Linked DNA regions of Mus musculus: all the other regions are linked to region 1. Evidence: chromatin contacts called from public HiChIP or PLAC-seq, Micro-C and promoter capture Hi-C data. All regions are on one chromosome and are shown on one strand. The core of a region is the stretch at or near the end of the contact, and the rest is flanking DNA. Distances in the headings are between cores, read along the strand shown. Region 1 holds the start of Pou4f2 (POU domain, class 4, transcription factor 2). Region 2 holds the start of Tmem184c (transmembrane protein 184C). Region 3 holds the start of Prmt9 (protein arginine methyltransferase 9). Region 4 holds the start of Arhgap10 (Rho GTPase activating protein 10). Region 5 holds the start of Smad1 (SMAD family member 1). Region 6 holds the start of Ednra (endothelin receptor type A). Region 7 holds the start of Mmaa (methylmalonic aciduria (cobalamin deficiency) type A).

Region 1 (2,815 bases), core at 102-2,601:
AAGTGCCGCAGGACGGAGGGGAAGGATGGGAAGGAGAGGAAATAGGTTGTGTTTGGGGGGGTTGGGGCTGGGGAGTGGGCCACACTGTCTGCTTTTGAACTGGAACTCAGAATGTGTGTTCACTTCCAGGAAAGTGGTTTGCACTAGCACAAAAGTGGGAGCAAAGTGTAAGCAAAAAATAGTCTCTGCACACAGTGACTGTAGAAATGAAGATAAGTGGGACTTACGCCAGTCTGAGTGTGTGTGTTTGTGTGAGTGTGTGTGCACGCGCGTTTGAGTGAGTGAGTGAGTGTGTGTGTGTGTACGTGTACACGGTGTTAGTGGCATTCGGCAGCACATGCGCTCTGTATTTCTGGCCCTTCTCGTCCTGTCAGTTGCTCCTTTCCCTTTGATTGTAGCTAATGAAGAATAATACATCCCAGAGTCAGGGTTTGCCAGGAGATCCTCCCAAGTCCCAGCTCACCCTGTACTGGACATAGGGAGGAGGTGGAAAAAGAGAAGGGGGTGGGAGGAGAGGAATCTGTACATGTGTTAGAGGGTGATATGCTCATAAAGGGGGGAGTCGCATGCGCATAGAGGACACTAACGGGCTGTGTGGCTGTCCAATCCGCTGAGAGCTGAGGGAAATCGAGGGAGAGGAAGCCCTGCAGCCGGGCAGACCCACGTCTTTCTGCACTAGGCACCCGCCGGGCGGTGGGATGCAAAGCCCGGGGCTGACCTCAGCACGCATCAAGGCGGGAGCTCAGAGCAGAGCAGAGGACCCGGGTCGCCGCAGCGTCTAGATCCTCATCCAGGGGAATCAGGGTCACTGGAGCTGACGGGAGGGGAGGGCCCCTGAAACTTAGTGGTAAGCAGAGGGCAGGAGAGCAGGTGGCCAGGTAAGGTGCACCTCACAGTTCAGGGCTAGTCGCTTCCAAGATTGGCTTGGAACGCAACTTTTAGGGGGAGTTTTTTTTTTTTTTTTCCCGAGGGAGGCGGGAAGATCTGGAGACTGTCATTTAGGTGACTGGCACTGCCGGGTGGGGGTGGCCCGAAGCACCGACCTGGCTAGTTGGGTGGGGTTGAGCTGGGGCGCGATTAGAATCAGGAGTTGCAGGCGCGGCGTAGGAGTGGTAACAGCAGAGCGCCTGCCGGGGCAGGGAAGGCTGCGGGTCCCGTGGCAGAGAGAGAGGGGCGGGTGCAGGGAGAACTGAAAGGACCGGAGCCTGCGGGGAGCCAGGGCGGGGAGAAACCCACCCAGAGCAGTGCGTCCTGGCAGGAGAGGGCGGGGGAGGGAAGGAGGGGGAGGGCGGGCGGGGGTCAGGCGCGGGAAGAGGGGACTATAACTCCACCGCCTCGATGAGCTGGGGCACTTTGGGGTGCTGAGGTCTGAAGCCAGAGCCACCCGGAGCAGGGCAACCTCTCGGGCAGACCTAGCGGGAGACACAGGAGCGGAGCTAGCGGCCACACTGGGAGAACCGGGCCTGGAAGCAGTGGCGGCTGAGCACAACTTTGCAGTGTTGTTCCCTCTGCTGCTCCGGCCGGGTACTTCTCCGGAGGGTCGGGTAGCTGGGACCGGAGTGCGCCAGCGACGAGCGCGCCGCGCAAGGAAAGATGATGATGATGTCCCTGAACAGCAAGCAGGCGTTCAGCATGCCTCACGCAGGCAGCCTGCACGTGGAGCCCAAGTACTCGGCGCTACACAGTGCCTCCCCGGGCTCCTCTGCGCCCGCGGCGCCCTCGGCCAGTTCCCCTAGCAGCTCCAGCAACGCTGGCGGCGGCGGCGGTGGCGGCGGAGGCGGAGGCGGCGGCGGCCGGAGCAGCAGTTCCAGCAGCAGTGGCAGCGGCGGCAGCGGCGGCGGCGGGGGCTCGGAGGCGATGCGGAGAGCTTGTCTTCCAACCCCACCGGTGCGTATGTCTGCATAATCACCGCTTAAAGGCACATTTTGACAGCCTCCTTTATCTGCTTGATGTTTTTTTCATGTCTGCACAGCAAATCACCCCACACCTCCAACCAATCCCCCCTCTCTTAAGTATTCAACGGGTCTTGCCTTTCATATTAATTTTTATGACCTGGGATGCTGCCTGTGCGCGTGTTGTGTTGTGTTGTGTTGTGTTGTCTGTGGCTCACTTTTCCTCCCCCTGCACATTGGCTTCTCGCGCAGGCTTCCCCTCTCTTCTCGCTGCCGAGTTTCAGGATCACTGTCATTATTATTATTTTAACGTTCTGGGAATGCTGTAGGCACGGTGGCGGTGGCGAGCCCTGGGCCGGGGGCTTCCGGAGAGAGCGCTCACAATTCCCTGCTGAGCGTAATGTGTGCCTTCTACTTACAATTGCAGAGCAATATATTCGGCGGGCTGGATGAGAGTCTGCTGGCCCGTGCCGAGGCTCTGGCCGCCGTGGACATCGTCTCCCAGAGTAAGAGCCACCACCACCATCCGCCCCACCACAGCCCCTTCAAGCCGGACGCCACTTACCACACCATGAACACCATCCCGTGCACGTCGGCAGCCTCCTCTTCTTCTGTGCCCATCTCGCACCCGTCCGCTCTGGCTGGCACCCATCACCACCACCACCACCACCATCACCACCATCACCAGCCGCACCAGGCGCTGGAGGGCGAGCTGCTTGAGCACCTAAGCCCCGGGCTGGCCCTGGGAGCTATGGCGGGCCCCGACGGCACGGTGGTGTCCACTCCGGCTCACGCACCACACATGGCCACCATGAACCCCATGCACCAAGCAGCCCTGAGCATGGCCCACGCACATGGGCTGCCCTCGCACATGGGCTGCATGAGCGACGTGGATGCAGACCCGCGGGACCTGGAGGCGTTCG
Region 2 (2,913 bases), core at 318-2,817, 830 kb after region 1:
CATCACACTCATGGAGGCTCACACTGGAGGACTTGTCCCAAGGGCAGGAACCATGTCACTCTGTCCCCACCATAGCCATACCGGGCTCAGCACTAGAGTGCAGAAATAGATTTCAGAAATTGTGTAAAAAATTGGCTTCCTATGAGAAGGAATGGAGAAGATGGCTATCAGAAGCAGTAAGAGTGTGGCTGGACACACAGAAACAAGTCCTGTTAGACAGCCTATCCAAAAAGACTGCCATTTGCCAAGAAATAAGTAGTGGTGATAAGCTGTAAAGCAAGAGTTTTCCCTAATTTTCTGAACTTCAACAGTATACCAAGATTTCATTAATGGTTAGGAATTTCCTTAAAACCAACTATTTTAACTTATAGTGTAGACCAAACTAAAGTCCTACAGCCCCTTTAAGGAAATGTGCAAAATGGAGATCACAGGAGAAAGACTGCAGAAGTCAGACTCCAGGCTCTGGTAACTGAGGAATGTGATTTCATCTGTATACTTTGAGACTCTGGTCCATGACATTTTGTCCAGATGGCTAATAGGCAGAAGTCCCCTGGTTGCAGGTGATGGCAAATATTTAAACATCAAGCAGAGTCCAAAGTCAGAGAAAACAGCTCTATTACTTAATAGGTACTATTAATCACTTGACACTTTTCTCATCTGTGAAACAGAAAACTACCCATCGCTACTCGGTACTTTTATGCAGATCAACTCATACAAAATGGGTAGAGAAGTTAGTGTTTGATTTCAGAAAATGACAATATATGCAGTGTTCAGTGTCTAGTCGGGACTCAGATGTTTGCTTGTTCCCTTGATTTAGAAAGAATTTAAGATCCCATGTGTCATTGATCTGTAAAGCTATACAGCTAAAAGCTTTAGGTGTATAGAACAGATGTCAGAATACCAACCTTTTAAATCTTAAATAAGATTTTGTTTTTTTTTTAACTCAAGTTTGAAACGTGAACATTTCATATTGGCGGTTACTTTCAAAAAAGCTATTCTTAGAATGATTCTTCTGCCGGGTCTAGAAATTATGCAGACAAATTCCTCCTTAGGACCCTAAACTCTAGCAACTGACTGAAATCTAACCTATTCTGTCTTATTCCAGCGGGCTTCCCATTCCACCCCTAAAGACAACTGGGAAGCCTTCTGAGAAAAATAAAGCTATTTCAAGTTCCACTCCACAGTGACTGCCCCTCACTATGACTTTTCTTTAGATGGAGTAAAGTCTCAGGAATGTAGCGGGTGTTTCTGAAACGTCCCCAGTTCCTACAACTTTCGGAGCCCTTTTAGGGAACCACTTAGACTAGGTAAATTAGAGATGCCAGAAATCCGCCGCTACTCTCCTTCCTGCCCTTGCCACGCCCTCTCGGTAACCTAGGTTACAGCCACGCCCTCCTCCGTAACTGACCAATCACAATGCTTTGCGTTGCGGGACAAGGTTTAGCTCAGCTTGAAACTCAGAGCAAATCATTTGCTGCAAGCATCTGATCGGAAACGGAAGTGGAATAGTCGGCGGAAGATGAGTTCTGAAGATGAGTACTGTAGAGGTTCCAAAGCCGTGAGTGAGGAAGTTCTGGGCCGGGTCTTCCGGGGGCGGAGACTAGCCTGCCAGAGCTGGACTAGGGAGAGGGCTGGTAGGGTACCAGATGCAGGTCAGACCCCGAGTGCCTAGAATCCCTAGTTTACCCTGATAGTCCTCGGGGTCACGATGCAGCGGAGACTCTGGGTGACCTCCAGGTGAGGCGGAGGCGACGCCGCGGCGGCACTGAGTCCATGCGGGTTGGCCGGCGAGGATGCAGCCTGCACCTGCGAGCATCCCGAGCGGCCACCGCTGCAGCAGCCGCAAACACAGAGCGACCCGAGAACGCGGCGCCAGCGGCTAGTAAATCTTTTCCTATAGGGCGCCAGCGGAGAAGACAACCGAAAAAGCGAACTTGCCAAATTCTTGGTTTGGTTCGATTATTCAGCTACTCAAAGAGAATCTGTTACAGAACATGCCTTGCGCATGTAATCGGAGTAACTGGAGGAGATGGATCCGACCCCTGTTGGTACTTTTTTACGCAACAACCATCCTGGTCGCGGTTCCGATATGCATTTGGAAGTTTCAAAAAATGAAGGTAAGAGGGTCCTGCACCTCTACCCTTTCTTCCGCTGGTTGACAGAGTTCCTTTGTCTGCCTTCTAATGCTTGAGGTCTGAAAAACATTTCGTCTGTGGACATTAAACCAACCTGACTGGTTTTATTTAGCCGCTACAACTGGAGGTAGGTCCGGGTCGAGAAACAAATAGTTAAAGCACCTACTTACAATGGGCGCTTTCCCAATATTCATCAGTCCCAGAAAGAACTTTATTCTTGAAATCAGATCTGCTATGCAGGTACTAGGGCTTGACCAGACCAAATAAACCATCTTAAAAACTATGTTCTGGATTTTATAGGCTTTTAGCCGGTTTTCTGGAACCAAAGGATTCTTGTTAAATTGACTTTGCTAATTAACTTTACGTTTGAAGTTACAAGTTTTCTTTGTTTCTTTCCTTAAAATCTCCTGTAAACCAGGCTGTTCTGGATTTTGCTTTGTAGACTAGGATGATCCTCCTGCATCCAAACTTCCCAGTGCTTGGATTACCGGTGTATCCATCATTCTGTTTACTCAATGCAGGGATTGAACCCAGGGCTTTGTTTATTTGAGGCAAGCACTCTACCATCTGAGCTTCATCCCCAGACCTGAAGTTACTCCTTAACCAAAGCAAAAATTTTACAAACATCCCCTGTGTGTTCCTTTATATTTAAAAAAAAAAAAAGGTGTATTTGTTGGTGTGTTCGTGGGATGGTCCAGTTGTGGAGGTCTGAAGGTGGACAACTTGGAGCAGTTGGCTCTGCTCTCTCATCATAATGAGTGCTGAGGACTGAGCTGAA
Region 3 (2,761 bases), core at 154-2,653, 890 kb after region 1:
GGAACACACACTATTCTACTGCTGTCTGCATAGAGGAACACACACTATTCTACTGCTGTCTACACAGAGGAACACACACTATTCTACTGCTGTCTGCATAGAGGAACACACACTATTCTACTGCTGTCTGCATAGAGGAACACACACTATTCTACTGCTGTCTACACAGAGGAACACACACTATTCTACTGCTGTCTACACAGAGGAACACACACTATTCTACTGCTGTCTGCATAGAGGAACACACACTATTCTACTACTGTCTACACAGAGGAACACACACTATTCTACTACTTTCTACACAGAGGAACAAACGACCCAACATACTAGCATATTTCCAAGTAAACCAACAGGTCCTGAAATTTCTTTGGACTACAAAAGCCTAATGCTACTGACATCTAGTGGGCAGAGGACAAACCGTGCTGTGAAACAGGAAGGAAGACACAGGACTGTCTGGTGCAAAATGTCACCAGTGTCAGGTTGAGAAACTCTGGACTAAACAAAGCAAGACTGTCCACAGCTTAAAACTGTATATGCAATTAAGTTACTTTTTGAAATTGAGATTCTAACATTAAAAAAAAAAAATACAGTAGTTCAACCGGTTAACTGATGCAAGTAAGACGAATCAACAAATATTAAAAGTTCCTTATGACTGAACACTTTATCCAACCTCAGGATACACAGCATTCTTTCTACACAAGATAATGCAACGCCTACAAGGCAGGGCTAATTTAAATTAGATACTGGAGGGGAAAAAGAACTACCCAGTCCTATCCCATTTAAAAGGCCTTTGGAATCTTAAGTGAGGCAGAAATTTTGAAACAGATGTGTGACAACTTTTGACTTTTGTTACTAAAACCTGGCTGTATTGAGATGGGCTGTAGGCTATAGTAATTCGATGCTTGGAGAGTCCGTCTCTGTCTCTGTATGTCTCGGTGTCTCTGTCTCTCCCTGTCTCTCGTCTCTGTTACACACACACACACACACACACACACACACCATACCCTGTTGTTCCTGCTCAGATCACAGGATTTGCTAGCCACTGAAAAAAATAAGGCCTCACCTTCACGTCGTCTTTTAGCTCTGGCGCCAGGCTGAGCACCAGAAGGTAATGGGCATAAGCAGTGCCGAAGTCCTGGTCACCTAGACAGTGCTCAGCACTCTGCAAGGACCGTGCCACCAGCCGGTCCCGGCCGGCCGCACCTGCGCCACCCCCGGCGCCCCGGCGGGGCCTGGGCCTCGAGTTCGGCATGGATAAGTCTCGCTCGGAAGCCCACGAAGGAGGATGGCCTCGTCCGGGAAAAGAGTCTCCACGGCGCGCTTCCCTGGGCCGGTCGCAGCAACTGGACGCACAGAGGCACTGGGTGCACACAGCAGGAAGCCCCGCCTTCCCAGCGGCGGACAGGGCTGCGCGCGCATCCTGCGGCGAAGCGCTGTGATGACGTCACACCAGGGAGCGCCCCGCGGCCCACTATGGTCTTGGAGTACTAGGCTGTAAAGTCATTTTCTGGAATGGGGTTTTTTGGCAGACTGCAACCAAAGGTTTCCACCCTCTCTCTGCCTCCTGGAGAGTGCGGCTGCGAATTCCAAACCCTGCTCTAGTCCTGCTTGTGCGAAGCTCCAGGCCTTCTGAATCTCATCGCACCAGACTCACTACTGCAAAACGAAATAAAAGCTCCTTAAATTAATCACTGTGTACTCTCCTAGTATTAAGTATTCTCACAAAACTCAGTGAGGTGGAACTTGGGATCACACTCTAAAAAAAAAAGGAAAAGGCCATCACGGAGAACTGCTTCAAGGTTGAACAGTGGGATGGGTACGGCCGAGTCTGAATTTCCTGATGACATGCACATTAACAAAGAAGACTGATGTCAAGTGTGGCCTCTAAGATATAAATCCAAACTTTTAAAGCAATGTATAGAAATTATAGCGAAAGCTATTTTTTGTTCCCATTTTGAAGAGATTAGCGGTGCATACAGTGGTTAACAATGTGAAATGGAGGATACACCATTTTGGATATTAAGCTAAAATTCTCCAGTTCTCCCAAGTCCATCCTTTATGTGTCTTTTTGCTTTCTCTAGTATCTTATTGTCTGATCCACTCTTGTAAGCAGATACCTATGTACCTAAGAAAGGTCTTCGAAGACAGGAACTAATCACAATTATTTGAATATGTACAGAACGACAATTTTAATATATCTTGCACTTGATGAAAAGTGTTTCTCCTGCTCTTTAATTTTGCCTATGTATTTTCCTAGCTATTCATATCGTCCTTGTTTGATGCTTTGTGTATTAAGCAATGTAGGATTTAACTATACAGTATTTAGTGAGATGGAAATACAGAGGCAGGCCTCTATACCTAATGGAACTGAGTAGAACATAAAGACTAATTGGCTTGTGGGAAGGGTTTTCTCGTTCCAGTCTAGCATCCCTCCCTTGAGACATTCAGACAGACCTAATAAAGCTCTCTTCCTGGCTTAATTCATAAGGGTGCTCTAACTATACAATGTAATAATCTAGAAAAGCATTTTACTTATATATACATAGTTAATGTAATTAATTGGCATTATCTAGAAACATTTAGAAATTATCTAAACCTTAAAAAATGTTATTACTCCCGTAAACATTTAACCAAAGATGTATAATGTTATTTGCATCCTGTATAATTTAGAGGTGATAGACTGAGGCTGGGTAGAGAGACACAGCCCAGTCCTTGACAGAGACTTTGGTTTGCAATGTTACAGAATCTAGACTCACCCAGA
Region 4 (3,195 bases), core at 276-2,775, 920 kb after region 1:
CTCCCCCACTCCCACCCCCACCCCCAGCTTTGTTTGTGAGACAGGATCTTGCTATGTAGCCCTGCCTGGCCTCATACCAGGTAGTCCAGGTTGGCCTTAAACTCTCTATCCTCTTGCCTCAGCTTATGGGATCGAGGATTACTGCAGCCTCAGACCATATTCCTGCCTGGGTTTAGGGTTTTGTTTCTGCAGAGCCTGGAGTGTGTTTCGCTCTTTTGCCAGGCCCTAATTCAGTCTCCAGTTTTTCCCTCCCCCTTGCCTCTTTCTTTCCTCGGTAGACTCCTTGCTGATTTTAGTAGGAAATGAACCTTTCAAACTGCCTAGGAGTTATTGGTAAAAGTCTTTTGAAGTCTGAGGATGGACATTAAAGTGGCCTCATCTGTGGCACTCAAATGGTGCTGTTATTTAACAGAGTTTATAGAGTAGGCATATTTAGATGCTTCCCAGAGGGTTAAGACTCCTCCTACAGCTCACGGGCCAAACAAACTCTTAATTACTGCACTCAGTCGGAACGTTTTTAAAGAATCACTTTGAAGTTTCCTGGTACTATTACCATCATTAAACCTTTACATGTAAACATGTGTTGTGAGTTTGTGAAAAATGTATGCCATGTGTGCACCTGGCACATGTTAATTGCTTAAAAATTGCTAGTTGATAAAGTGTCTCCAGTGTAAGATTTGCTGTATACATTTGAGGAAGGTATTGAGTTCTGCTTTAGAACGCATGGAATAGGAAAGGAGTTTTGTGGGCGCACTGACACGAATTCACACTTGTCCACGCAGCCTCCCATGGTGAAAAACCACAAAAAGTCTGGCATTTACTTTCGGCGGGCTATTTTTAGCAGATCGCCTCTCCTACCCGTGTAAATTTAATCTCCAGAATAGAACACAAGCAGGGTCAACGCGGTTTAGCCACACGCTCCCTTGTCCTAAGCCATTCAGTATGGACACGAAGAAAAATGTTCTAGAATCTGTAGAGTCCACGCTGAGTTGGAGACGTTAAGCATTCCCGCGAAGGCAGCTGATTAGACAAGGAGAGAGAGCACCCGGCGTGCGAGCCCTTGCACAGCGAAGCACCCTTCCTTCGGTACACAGATAAAATGAGTCAATCATTTCCACCCGCCCCGACTTTTAAGTCGTCTGATCTCGGGGACCGAGGCCTGCTATTACAAACCCACCATCCCGTTCGGTCAGGCGTCCACTTCGGGGACCAGCCTGAGTCACCTGGACCTTGTGAGCCGAGATCGGGGAGGTGCAGGCGTCCGGGGGTGGAGGGCACAGACTACGTTCTCCATCGCCGCTGCCTCGGAAGGAAGAGGAGGGGCGACTGCGCGTGGGGAAGAGAAGGAAGAGGCGTTCGGGGAAGGGCAGGGAGGAGGAGAGCCGAAGGCGCCCGGGCGGGAGAGCAGGGGCGTGCGGGCGGGGGCGGGGCGGGGCGGGCGCGCCCGAGGCGGGGCGGGGCCGGGCGGCGGCCTCTGCTGCTGCCGGGGGCTGCCGGGATTGGGGAGCTGCGCCGCGTACTCTCCAGGGTCGCTGGGCTGGGCTGGACATGACCGTGCTGCGCTCGCCGCGCGCTCAGCCCTGCTAGCCGCTCGCTGCCGCCGCCTGGGAGCCCAGCTCGGCCTGCGCCCGCGCGCACCGCCGCAGTCATGGGGCTGCAGCCCCTGGAGTTTAGCGACTGCTACCTCGACAGCCCGTGGTTCCGGGAGAGGATCCGCGCGCACGAAGCGGAGCTCGAGAGGACCAACAAGTTCATCAAAGAGCTCATCAAAGACGGCAAGAACCTCATCTCTGCCACCAAAAGTAAGCGGGGTCCTGTTCGCGTTCGGGCTGCGGCGTGGCGAGGAAGGCGGGAGGATCGTCTTCCCCGGCCAAGTGGGATGGCTCAGTGCTCCTAAGACCGGGCTGGAGGAATAGGCGATTCCTTAGGGGATAAGATAAGCTCCAGGGCATTCCTCTCCCAGGAGGTTCGGGCGCGTTCCTTTCCCCGATCCTGGCCCTCGGTGGCGCGGGAGCGAGGAGCTGTGCGTGGGAGCTGCCCCGGGGCTCCCGCCTGGCCCAGCTGAGCACGCTTTGGCGCCGGCCGGAGCGAATGGAGGCTCTGCTCCGGAGTCAGGTTTTACTGCGCCCTAACGCTGCTTCCAGTCTCCCGCAAAATAGAGACATCAATCAGTTTGATAGTTTTGTCTCCTAACATTTCCAAGTAATTTTTTTTGGAAATGCTTTGGGACTCTGCCTGTAGTTGATATCGTCAAAAGTCCTTTAAGTTACACCTCTTATGTATCCCCTTTCTGCCTTGCGCGACAGCACCGACCTACGTCCCTCGTGAGCTAAACCAGAAAGTCTACCTGGCTTTGTGCTGCCTTCTGCACATTCCTCTGTCTTGTGCTGAGGCGGGTTCAAAGATTAGGGGTTGAAAGGGTCAGTGGGCAGACTGCTCCAGGTTCTGGCCTGCGAGAAGTGCCTGTGAGTAGGAAATTCTACTCTTCATGCTCGAAGCTGGCCACCTCAGTTCCATCTGTATTCAAACAAGCAAGCTAACACACCCTCAAGCCACCTCTGAAGACAACAGAAAGAGAGGTGTATCGAAGCTGTAGTGAGTCTTAGGAGTAGAGGCTGGTTGAAATTTGTGCAGAAACGGTTGTAATGTTCTATAAATGGGCGTTCTCCAGGACCAGGTGCTGGCATCCAGGCCACCCTGGAACCCTGAATTCATTCCTTGAGTTATTGCGAACACCCCTTTCCCTCCTTAAAAGGCCTGATAGTGCAGGAGCCAAGCATAGGTGCTCTACCTATCCTCTTGGGTTGGTTAGGTTCCCTGGCTCAATACTCTCCATCTCTGGGCGTTTATTCCATTTGTTTGTAGACAGCACCCCTGGAAAAAACACCCCAGGTACATTTTCACCCCACCGTTTTGTGTCCAGGAAGATTAAAACGTACTGAGTGTACATTCTCATCCACCCAATCAAGTGCCTGGCCTAGTTAATATTCACTTAATGAATGAGTTGAAATATTTTTTTTAATGGGAAGAATTTAGTGGAGCCATCCCTGTAATTTGGGAAGCAAGTCGCTCAACTTCTCTGGACCATCTCCAAGGTTCCTTTGGTTCTGTGACCTCTTCCGTATTTCAAAGTTGGGACTGGAAATCACTTTTTTGATGAGTGGGTTATTTGCTTGGTGGCTGTGCAGGCCTTTG
Region 5 (2,840 bases), core at 60-2,559, 960 kb before region 1:
AGAGAGCAACCAACTATGTCAAATGCTGCTTTTAAGGAAAATAAGATGAGATCCAAGAATTGACCAGTAAGTGCTCAAATAGTTTAATGAAGAAAGAAATTTAATTAGCAGGAATATTCTTATGTATAATTTATAAATGGCATTTTATGGGTTTATGGGATTTGTTGCATTTCCTTTGAATAATTAAATATGTAATGCAGATATAATACTTAAATAATTAATAAGAATTTTAAGTGGAGTGCTAAGCATGTAAAGGTACAGGAATAATTGGAGAGTGTCATTAATTTGTAGTGGCCTTTGGTATTTCTTTATATTGCGGGCAATGATTTTTTTCTTTTTTTGGTTTGTGGGGCATTTACTCCTAGAATAGTTCTTCTCTAAACATAACTCAACATTATGATAAGTGTTCAAGATTCCATGCCAACTTCCAGAAACTGACCAAGAAAAAAAGTTGATTGTTTCAAGAAGGTGTTTTTGGTGTCTGAACAGATCAGTAAGATGTGAGTTCCTTTGTGTGTGTGTGTGTATTTTTGTTTTGTGGGTTTTTTTGGGGGGGTGGGTGGGAATAGGGGCAAAACTGTTATCTAAAAGATTGCACCCAAATTTACAGTACTAAAAGGGTATTTCCCAGTCCAAAGCCAGTCTGGTCTGTAGAGAGAGATCTCATTTCCAGGCAAACAAGAAAGCAAGGAAGTTCAGTTGTAAAGTTCTTGTCCAGCATGCATAAGGCCATGGGTTCGATGATTCCCAGAACCTTATAAATAAAAATATGTGCAGCCCTGTAATCCCAGCACTGAGGATGTGGAGGCTGGAGGAAGAGAAGTTCAAGGCCTTTTCCCCTTCAAAGCGTGTTCGAGGTCATCCTGGGCTACGAGACCTTTTAACAAACATACAAATGGTTTCTGTCATTTGCCGCAGGAAGGGTACATACTGGAAATAAATGTATCTACCTAGTAGTTAACAGGTCAGCCAATTTGAGGCTCATGCTACATGAAGGGCCGGTAAATCACTGAGTCAGTGATTGCAGGGCCTTTAAAAATGCGTTTTTAGGACGACTGAGTGGGCTCGATGGTCGTGTTCGAGAACTTTTCAGAAAATAACACAGGCTTTGGAATTTGACTGGCAGCTAGGCAGGGACTAGAGTCAGAGGAAGGCGCGGGCCGGTAATTTGGAGAGGATCCCTAAGCGGCAGCGGGCGCGCGCGGTGCGCGTGTGAGCGAGGGCAAGCGGCAGGCGGGTTGTGCGCCGGGTATTGGCAGGCGGGCTGTGGAGGCTGGGCGGTTCCGACTGCCTGACGCCAGCGCGACCAGATCAATCCAGGCTCGGGGAGCGAGCGGGCGCACCAAGGCGAGGCCGGGGCCGAGGCGCGGGGACGGCGGCCCGGAGCTAAGCAGAGCGCGGGGACGGCGGCCGGGAGCGGATCGGAGCACGGGACCCGGCGCCGGGTCTCGTGCGTCCCTGCGGATGGGCGCGCCGCCGAGCCGGTAAAGCCGAGCGTACCCGAGCCGACTCGAGACAGACTTGTCCTGTGCCGCGCGGGGCGCACCGGGACAGGGACCAGCTCCAGGGGGGGATCCTGGGCGGGCTCCGGGGGGCATCCCGGGCGGGCTCCGGGGGAGGATCGGGGACAGGCTCCGAGGGGATTCTGGGCGGGCTCTGGGGTCGATCTGGGACGGGCTCCGGGGAGGATCCGGGAGGACTCGGGGGACCCGCGCTGAAGGAAATCTGGGACGAGCTCCGGGACGCAGTCCCCCCCCCCCCCCATGATGGCGCCTCGCGGCCGCGAACCTGCCGCCAGACCTCCCTGCCTCCCCGCGTCTTTGTCGGGCGTGTCCAGTTCTCCGGGGACCCCCGTTCCGCATCGGGCCGCAGCCCCATTGTGTCCCCGCCCCGGCCTGCGGACCCTCGCGGGGACAGCGCTGCGCTCAGCTCGGGTCTCCCTGGATGGACGCGCGCACCCCTGTGGGTCCCCACACAGCCTGATTTGGGGATCGGGGTTAAGGAAAGTTCGTAGCGTAGTTCCCTCTGATTTATTCAAAGGTCTGGCGGCCTCGCGTCTCCCCCCCCCCCCCCCCGCCCCCTTCCGCCTACACCCCCTGCGTCGCCCAGTGTCGCCTCATTCCTTTCCCTTTACCGGATTCGATTGCCTCACTGCGCGTTCCGAGCGCCGAGAACAACTGTTCTCGTCCAGACCGTCTTTGTTAGTGTTTCTGTCGCGGGGTGGGGGCGGTGGGCGTGAGAGCGCGGGCCTGTGCAGCCGCTTTGCGGACTGCGTGCGAAGGCTGCGGGGCCAGCGTCTCCCCGAGGTGCTCGGAGGAGCCAGGAGGGACCATCACCGGCTACATCCAGACAGTATGGTAGTCGCGGCTTTTGTTTATTCGGAGGCACATGTAGTTTTTCTAAATGCACGGTACAAAGTAATCCAGCCAAGAGCTTTCCATCTGAAAATCGCCGCCTATGCCACAGCCATCTAAGAGAGCATCGTTGTAGAATGCTTGTTGTCAACCCCTGGCCTCTTCCCCCTCTCTTGGGTTCCTGGGTGACATCTGAAGTTTTCAAAGCACGGACTGAAAGGAGTTGCTTGGTTTATGTAATGCCTTCCTGTTTTTGGAGCAGATTCACAGCATGCCCTTCACAGCATCAATCTCTCTCTAAGGGCCTGTGGTGGATAATGTGCCCACACCTCAGCACAATGAGAAAACTGTTCCCTGGCCAGGTTCATTTTTCATCGTGTTTATAATTACCACTGTAAGTTGTACCGGAAGCTGATGAGCTGTGCTGGAACAATTCACAAAGAGTCAAGGCAGAGGCAGTGTCCACTGCCTGGGTGTTTTCAATTG
Region 6 (2,973 bases), core at 6-2,505, 710 kb after region 1:
GACTAGCCTGACAGACATGTTCAGTTACACAGATGGTGCACTGTCCACGTGCCTAGTCACGGGGTGAGAGGGCCTGGGATCCAGAACATTTCACATACCAAGTTATGAACAGTCTTCTGGAAGAAGGCAATAACTTTTCTTCCTGGAAAATAATGTCAGCCTGCCAAGCTGTCGCCACAAAAGCGTACCCCTTCAGAGCTGACTGAGACAATTTTTGTGGATCCTTCCTAGAGAAACGCTAGATAAACACTAGATTAGTGGACAGGGTAATGCCTGCTCCAACAGTCCCAGAAGAATATTAAAATCCTTTCCACCGAGGTGTTCTGCTGATGGCTGTGACAGTTTTACAAAATGACCCCTGTCAAGTAGGGTCTCTGTGCCCTCACCCTTTAATCTGGAATTGGTGACTGACAGAATTAAGCAGAAGCCCCTTTGTGTCACTATCTGGACCTGGGCCTTAAGTAGGTGGCAGTTTCTATGTCCTTTCTCTTGGGATATTTGTTCTTGGAATCTAGCCACCACACTATGAGGAAGCTGTTGCTAAAATTCTTTCCCAGGGGCTAGATATAAGTCCTGTCTCTCCCTTCTCCTAGAGGTCCTAGAACAAACTGAGGTCCAATTCCACTATAGATACGGTAGGGAACCAATGAGGTCCTAGGGCATCCGTACAGCCAAGCCTTCTTCCCCAGGAGCCCTGATGTTTGGCCCTTATCTCTCCTCCCACTCCCCATCTTATCGTGACTTGACACACTCTGTGATAAAGACACTGCCTTCTGAAGGGTCTCCCCATTCATTGTCAGACATGATCATTTCTCTGAGCACACCCTAGACCCTTCCACAGACTCCCCAGCTCCCTTTTGCCTTGGGCTAAGGCTTAGTGGTCTTGCAGGTCAAATTTGAGCCAAAGACATGCTGTCCACCTGGGTTCCATAACTTCCTCTAAGGTGAGGAGTGCTAACAAGCTAAGCAAAGTTGACAGGAGACACAGCCCAAATTCCCTGGCTTCCCCTGCTGATCAAACTCTCCCGTACTCACGGGCTCAAGTGCCTCGAGTTTCTTCCTAAAACAGGGCACAACCTTGAGTCTGGTCTGTTGCTCTCTACTTTCAATCCTACCCATCCTAGACTAACCAACTTCTCAGGAAGGAAATAGTTAAAGATCCCTGCCCTTCAGGGCCTGGCGGGGGCAGCAGCTTTGCAGCTTGGTGGCTGCTCCCTGGAGGGCAGGCGGGATAGCGCTCTTGCAGTTAGGTCCCAGAGTAGAGAGGAAGGTCTAGGAGCCTGTGGAGTCTAAGGAAGATCGCGGGAGGCGTGTTCCTCCGGAGTTTGCTTTTCCTTGGGAGCCTCGCGCGCACACCCATCCCTTCTAGTCTGGCAACTGTGTCTAGGAGGTGGGGAGCCTCTCTCTGATCCACCGGACCATCGCTGGAGCTTGCAGGCTGAGCAAGATCTCCCCCTAGAGAAGCCTGGCTGTCCGGGGAAGTTTCCCCGAGCTGAGACTGTGCTGCAGCCCTGGTCACCCGCCACCCTGCGCGCCACCCTCGTTCTCCAGCTCAGGCTCCGGCTGGCCCGTGCGCGGACCTGGAGCTGTCTGCTTCCGAGGAGCTCTAAGGTCGGTGCAAGTCTTTCTTTTTGGAACCAGGGCTGGAACTAGGGATAGGGTCGCTGCCGGGGCAATCTGCTGGGAGGAGCAGGGGTGTCTCGCAGCTCCAGGGAAACGCAACAGACCGGCCTGGCACTTACCTCCCGGGACGCCCAGTGTGGGGCGCTTTCCTGGGAGACGAACACTGGGGGGAGTGGGGGTGGACACCGGACAAGACCATTGAGCTTTGTCTCGGATTTTTAGGAAAGGGGAGCCGGGAGTGGGAGGATCTTTTTCTCCACACAAGCTTTCAGGCGCATCAAGGCCCAGGGCGCTTGCTCCAAAGCCTCCTGGTGAAGTTGGTCTCTTCCTATCCTGCACCCTGAGTGCCAAGGACACTTACTGTGAAGAACCAACCTCTGTGGAGCCCTCCTCACACCACGATGGCAGCTGGGGTTGGAAATCTGCCTGCTGGTGGAGGTCTGGGCGATTTGCTCAGTGCTGTCCTGTCCTTTAAAGGGCACTTCTTGTCTTTCATGTGCAGAACCCTGGAACTGTTTGTAGATAAGCCACCTCTGATTACACCACCCTTAGTGGCCTCACCCCAGCAGACCTGGGGCGAAAGCATATGAAAGTCAGAGGATGTGTCCAAGGAGAGTGGATAATTTGTCTTCTCCAGAGAACAAAACCACAGAGAACTTGAAAAAAAAAAAGTTCTTGGTTTAATTTTTTTTTTCTTCTTGTAGTTGTTTCTGATTCCCACACAGCCATCAACTCATCTGTTTTTAAAGATTGGCTATGAAACACCTTGGCAACCATACCATGTAAATTACCTGCCCTAAGTATGTGTGCGGTTTGGGCGCCGTTGGATTTTCCAAATTACTAATGGCAAGTGGACATTTGCTCTGAGAATCTGATGTATTAACTAGGGAAAGCACTAAGGGGTCAGCTTTTGTATGCCACCAAACTCTAGACCCACAAAAGGAAAGATGCTGACTCCATAGACATGTCCTTCTGGTCTGAATGTGAGTTGCTTCTCTAGAGCTCTGGCTCTAGAGCCAGATGCCCGGCAAAGCTTGACTGAAATATACCAAAATGAGCTACAGATCCGTCCTTGGGAAAGCATGGATTCGAAAGAGGTTTCTTTTATTTGGTTTTGTGTTTTTCACTCTGTAACAATATGGCATCCACATGTTTTTGACAGATGTCCCTTAGATGTGGTGAGCTGACAAGAGGTGTCAAGAGAAATGAGTTCTTGGTAGTGTCTTTGCTGGAGGGAAGCAAGGAAGGAAGGAAAGGAAGGAAGGAAGAAAGGGAGGGAGGGAGGGAAGGAGGGAGGAAGGAAGGAGGGAGGGAGGGAGGGAGGGAGGGAGGGAGGGAGGGAGGGAGGGA
Region 7 (2,947 bases), core at 325-2,824, 860 kb before region 1:
CTCTGAGGCTTATAGCACCTGCTCTGGCTCCCTGTTCTTTAAACACATTAAAGATGGAAATAGGTTATATGCAAATATGATGCCATGCTGTAAAGGGACTGAGCATGCCAGCCTCAGGCGTTCCAGGAGCCTGAACAGTATCTGGCAGCTACTCAAATTTGTTGAAATGAAAATTTAAAAAGTCACAACTGACAGATTACAAAGACTCACAAGTCTTATACATACCATGGCAAACAGCGCTGAGCAGTAACCAAAAGATTATATGCATTACGTAAGTTGGTTGGTGAATTCCCAAGCCTTAATATATGGACTTAAATATGATATTTGTAATAACGAGGTCATTTCCAAACCCTTCCCAGTGCTCTTAGACATGGTGCAGCATTTGTTAAGGTCAGATTGTAAGAAAACTACTGTATCATGAATTTTGTATTTCTTCTTTGTAAATGTTTTAATAATTGCTAGGTACAAAGTTTCACTGGTTTTTAATTTTCAAAAATATTTTTATGTATCTACAAGTAGGAATGTGCTCTACATGTGTGCCTGGTGTTCTCAGAGGCCAGAGGAGGGCAGTGATTTCTTTGGAACTGGATGGCTGTGAACCTCCCTGTGGGCACTGGGAACCCAATCTGGCTCCTTTGAAGAGCAGCCAATATGTTCTTACGTTAATGTTAATCTCTGAGCCATAGCTCCAGTCCCAACAACTTTGCTTTTAAACATTTAAAACTTACGGTGGACGAGTTAAAGGAGCACTTACCGCTGCTGTTTAAGCTGCCTGTTTTTAACGTACTATCGTACCTTTCTCTGTCTCCACACACTTTCCTTCTGGACTGCCTGAAATTTGTAGGTCTCATGACTTCAGTAATTTTTTTTTTTTTAAATTAGCTACAGTGTGGCGCGGTGGGGCCCACCTTTAACCCCAGCATTTGTGAGGCAGAGCCAGGTAGTATGTAAACCAGCATGGTTTTAGGGAGTTCCAGGTCGGCCAGAGAGACCTTATCTCAAAAACACAAATAAAAAAATTAATTACCATTCAGCCCCAGTGCAAGGTAGAACCAGGTCAGGTGCTTTCAAGGGAGAGCCTGCCCACGCCTGGCGAACCTCCCCGGGCACTGCTGAGGTGGTGAGCACAGGCCTCTGGATGTGGGGCATAAGAAATATTACTACGAGTGCATCGGTTTTAAAGAAAGTGTGGGCCCCTGAGCCACTCAGAACTGCCATTGTTCGGCCGTGCATTTCGACTGGGGCTGGAGCGGCTACTCCAACAGGTGGCAACGTGCTCTGCAAAGTTTGCCTACGTCGTCCTCAGTGACCCGTCTCACGTTTCCAGGCGCGGAAGGAGTGGGCCTGGGCACCGCGGCCGCTGAGGGTTGGGCCGGGCCAGCCGAAGCCAGGACGCATTCCAGGTGGGGAACGCTGAGCCCAGAGCGGCCCTCACCACCCACTTCCCGCCCAAGCACACCCCGCCACCCGCGCCTGCGCCCGCCGCGGGACAGCCTTCGCTAAGCGACTGCGCCTGCGCGGGGCGTCGCGTTACGCCTGCGTGCCGCCGGCGGCGGAAGGAGCGAGCAGGGCGGGAGCAGTGGGCGGAAGGGGCGGTGCTCTGCTGCGCGGCCTCGCGAGGGTGAGTGTGGGGCCCGGTGCGCGCGGAGGCCAGGAGTCGGGGCCGCGGTGCGTCCTCCGCCCGGGGTCAGCCCCGCTGTCGGGGGCGCCCCCTGGAGGCTCGCGGGGGGCAGCCGAGGAGGATGTGGCTGAGTCGGGGGCGGGGTGGATGTGGTGGGGCCTGCAGGAAGGACTGGAAGGGACTGAGCGCTTTTTCCTTACATAAGAAAGGCGTCGCAGTCGCTGCTGTCAGGTTCTCGTGGGCCGGTTTGTGAGCTCGTCTCGGGCAGCGCGGAAGGAGCCAGGCCCGGAGGCTGTTCAGTGCTAAGGAGCTCCGCCTGCGGAAGGGAGCAGCAGACCCCTCAGAGGGGAAGGAATACAGATTTGCAGGTTATAAAGCAGGGTTCACTGGGAGTCACAAAGCGGTGTCTGGGTTGCCAAACACCGTCGCGACCGCGCCGGTAGCGTTCCACAGAAGACATGCCAACTTCAGATATGTTTCTCATTTGAAAAATGAAGGAGAGCCTAAGAAAAGGGTTTCTTACTGTCGCCTTTCTTAACAGTTCCCTTGCATATATTTTGGAGAACAAAGAAACTATAAAAAGTGGCTAAGCTAGTAGAAAACCAATTTCCAGGAGAAACAAAACGTTTGGAGGGTTATCTACAATGTCTCGAAAGTTCTTTGACGAAGTAAATATATTCAAGGAAATAGTATTTTTATTAGGATGGTTCTTTTAAGGCTTTGTTTCCTATTAGAGACTATAAACATGGAAAGTTATATAATCATGAGGAACGTAAATGGTGATTACAAAATGTGAGGGTGTCATAAGAATATATTTGGAATGGATGGAGCAAGTGAATGGTTGGAATTTGCCCCAGCTGATTGATGTCATGTGGGAAAAGTAGACATTTAGTCTTGCTGTATGTAAGAAAGGTGTTGAACATTGCTTTAAAATCAGTGCTTTAAAATCATTCATTGCCACGGGTCTTCTACAGAGATCTGAGTTTTCTGGAATAAGGAACAAGTATCTATATTTTTATGTGATCCTCCCGTTGGTTTTAATGTGATTGGTGTTGGGTTGAGTTAACAAGCACCCTCTGTGAGCCGGGTATCACCTAAGTTAGTATTCAGAATAATTTGATTTAGAGAAGAAAGATTTCCCCAAAGCCAGGATCATCAGGAGAGGATTTAAGAGAAGAGTGGATTTAAGCAGAGGAGAAATGTTGTAGAAGAGGAAAGATGAGACCAGTTAAATCTGGAATGTGGGAAATTGGGAAAGTAAGTACTAGGTTTGGAAGACCAAGTCTCCTTAGAGGAAGGAGGTCTGAAAGGAGAGTATGAGAAAAT

Evidence for each region. Promoter capture Hi-C pulls out the DNA fragments that hold promoters and counts their contacts. A called contact is a pair of places that touch in the nucleus more often than the background predicts. HiChIP or PLAC-seq counts read pairs in DNA pulled down with a chosen protein or histone mark.
Region 2: a contact with region 1 is called in a promoter capture Hi-C map of embryonic stem cells, with 2.6 times the contacts expected there. The contact joins the promoter of Tmem184c here to the promoter of Pou4f2 in region 1. A contact is called at or near these places in 3 of 39 promoter capture datasets (cranial neural crest, embryonic stem cells and hippocampal neurons), 3 of 115 datasets of contacts at active chromatin or transcription factors (astrocytes, embryonic limb bud and embryonic stem cells) and 1 of 9 other capture datasets (embryonic stem cells).
Region 3: a contact with region 1 is called in an H3K4me3 HiChIP or PLAC-seq map of embryonic stem cells, with 5 times the contacts expected there. The contact joins the promoter of Prmt9 here to the promoter of Pou4f2 in region 1. A contact is called at or near these places in 3 of 39 promoter capture datasets (frontonasal cranial neural crest, maxillary cranial neural crest and second pharyngeal arch cranial neural crest) and 1 of 115 datasets of contacts at active chromatin or transcription factors (embryonic stem cells).
Region 4: a contact with region 1 is called in a Micro-C map of embryonic stem cells, with 2.4 times the contacts expected there. The contact joins the promoter of Arhgap10 here to the promoter of Pou4f2 in region 1. A contact is called at or near these places in 3 of 484 Hi-C or Micro-C datasets (all in embryonic stem cells), 1 of 115 datasets of contacts at active chromatin or transcription factors (astrocytes) and 2 of 9 other capture datasets (embryonic stem cells and pancreatic islet).
Region 5: a contact with region 1 is called in a Micro-C map of embryonic stem cells, with 6 times the contacts expected there. The contact joins the promoter of Smad1 here to the promoter of Pou4f2 in region 1. A contact is called at or near these places in 1 of 484 Hi-C or Micro-C datasets (embryonic stem cells) and 2 of 115 datasets of contacts at active chromatin or transcription factors (astrocytes and embryonic stem cells).
Region 6: a contact with region 1 is called in a promoter capture Hi-C map of embryonic stem cells. The contact joins the promoter of Ednra here to the promoter of Pou4f2 in region 1. A contact is called at or near these places in 1 of 39 promoter capture datasets (embryonic stem cells) and 1 of 9 other capture datasets (embryonic stem cells).
Region 7: a contact with region 1 is called in a promoter capture Hi-C map of embryonic stem cells, with 2.8 times the contacts expected there. The contact joins the promoter of Mmaa here to the promoter of Pou4f2 in region 1. A contact is called at or near these places in 1 of 39 promoter capture datasets (embryonic stem cells) and 1 of 115 datasets of contacts at active chromatin or transcription factors (astrocytes).

The regions. Positions count from the first base shown.
Region 1 is chr8:78,435,183-78,437,997 of GRCm38.p6, reverse strand. It overlaps Pou4f2 (POU domain, class 4, transcription factor 2), which reads left to right and starts at 1,351. Exons shown (of 2, transcript NM_138944.3): 1 at 1,351-1,887; 2 at 2,320-2,815. The coding sequence starts at 1,594.
Region 2 is chr8:77,609,307-77,612,219 of GRCm38.p6, reverse strand. It overlaps Tmem184c (transmembrane protein 184C), which reads left to right and starts at 1,567. Exons shown (of 10, transcript NM_145599.4): 1 at 1,567-2,117. The coding sequence starts at 1,995. It overlaps Gm39200 (a long non-coding RNA gene), which reads right to left and starts at 139. Exons shown (of 3, transcript XR_878939.2): 1 at 1-139.
Region 3 is chr8:77,548,039-77,550,799 of GRCm38.p6, reverse strand. It overlaps Prmt9 (protein arginine methyltransferase 9), which reads right to left and starts at 1,403. Exons shown (of 12, transcript NM_001081240.3): 1 at 1,064-1,403. The coding sequence starts at 1,252.
Region 4 is chr8:77,516,237-77,519,431 of GRCm38.p6, reverse strand. Arhgap10 (Rho GTPase activating protein 10) reads left to right here and starts at 1,525. Exons shown (of 23, transcript NM_030113.2): 1 at 1,525-1,802. The coding sequence starts at 1,649. It overlaps 0610038B21Rik (RIKEN cDNA 0610038B21 gene), which reads right to left and starts at 2,376. Exons shown (of 1, transcript NR_028125.1): 1 at 854-2,376.
Region 5 is chr8:79,397,897-79,400,736 of GRCm38.p6, reverse strand. Smad1 (SMAD family member 1) reads left to right here and starts at 1,309. Exons shown (of 7, transcript NM_008539.4): 1 at 1,309-1,484. It overlaps Gm51578 (a long non-coding RNA gene), which reads left to right. Exons shown (of 3, transcript XR_003947567.1): 3 at 1-27.
Region 6 is chr8:77,722,734-77,725,706 of GRCm38.p6, reverse strand. Ednra (endothelin receptor type A) reads left to right here and starts at 1,255. Exons shown (of 8, transcript NM_010332.2): 1 at 1,255-1,611. It overlaps LOC108167319 (a long non-coding RNA gene), which reads right to left and starts at 2,122. Exons shown (of 4, transcript XR_003947564.1): 1 at 1,985-2,122.
Region 7 is chr8:79,293,588-79,296,534 of GRCm38.p6, reverse strand. It overlaps Mmaa (methylmalonic aciduria (cobalamin deficiency) type A), which reads left to right and starts at 1,574. Exons shown (of 7, transcript NM_133823.5): 1 at 1,574-1,621. Gm4890 (predicted gene 4890) reads right to left here and starts at 1,457. Exons shown (of 2, transcript NR_045823.1): 1 at 1,028-1,457.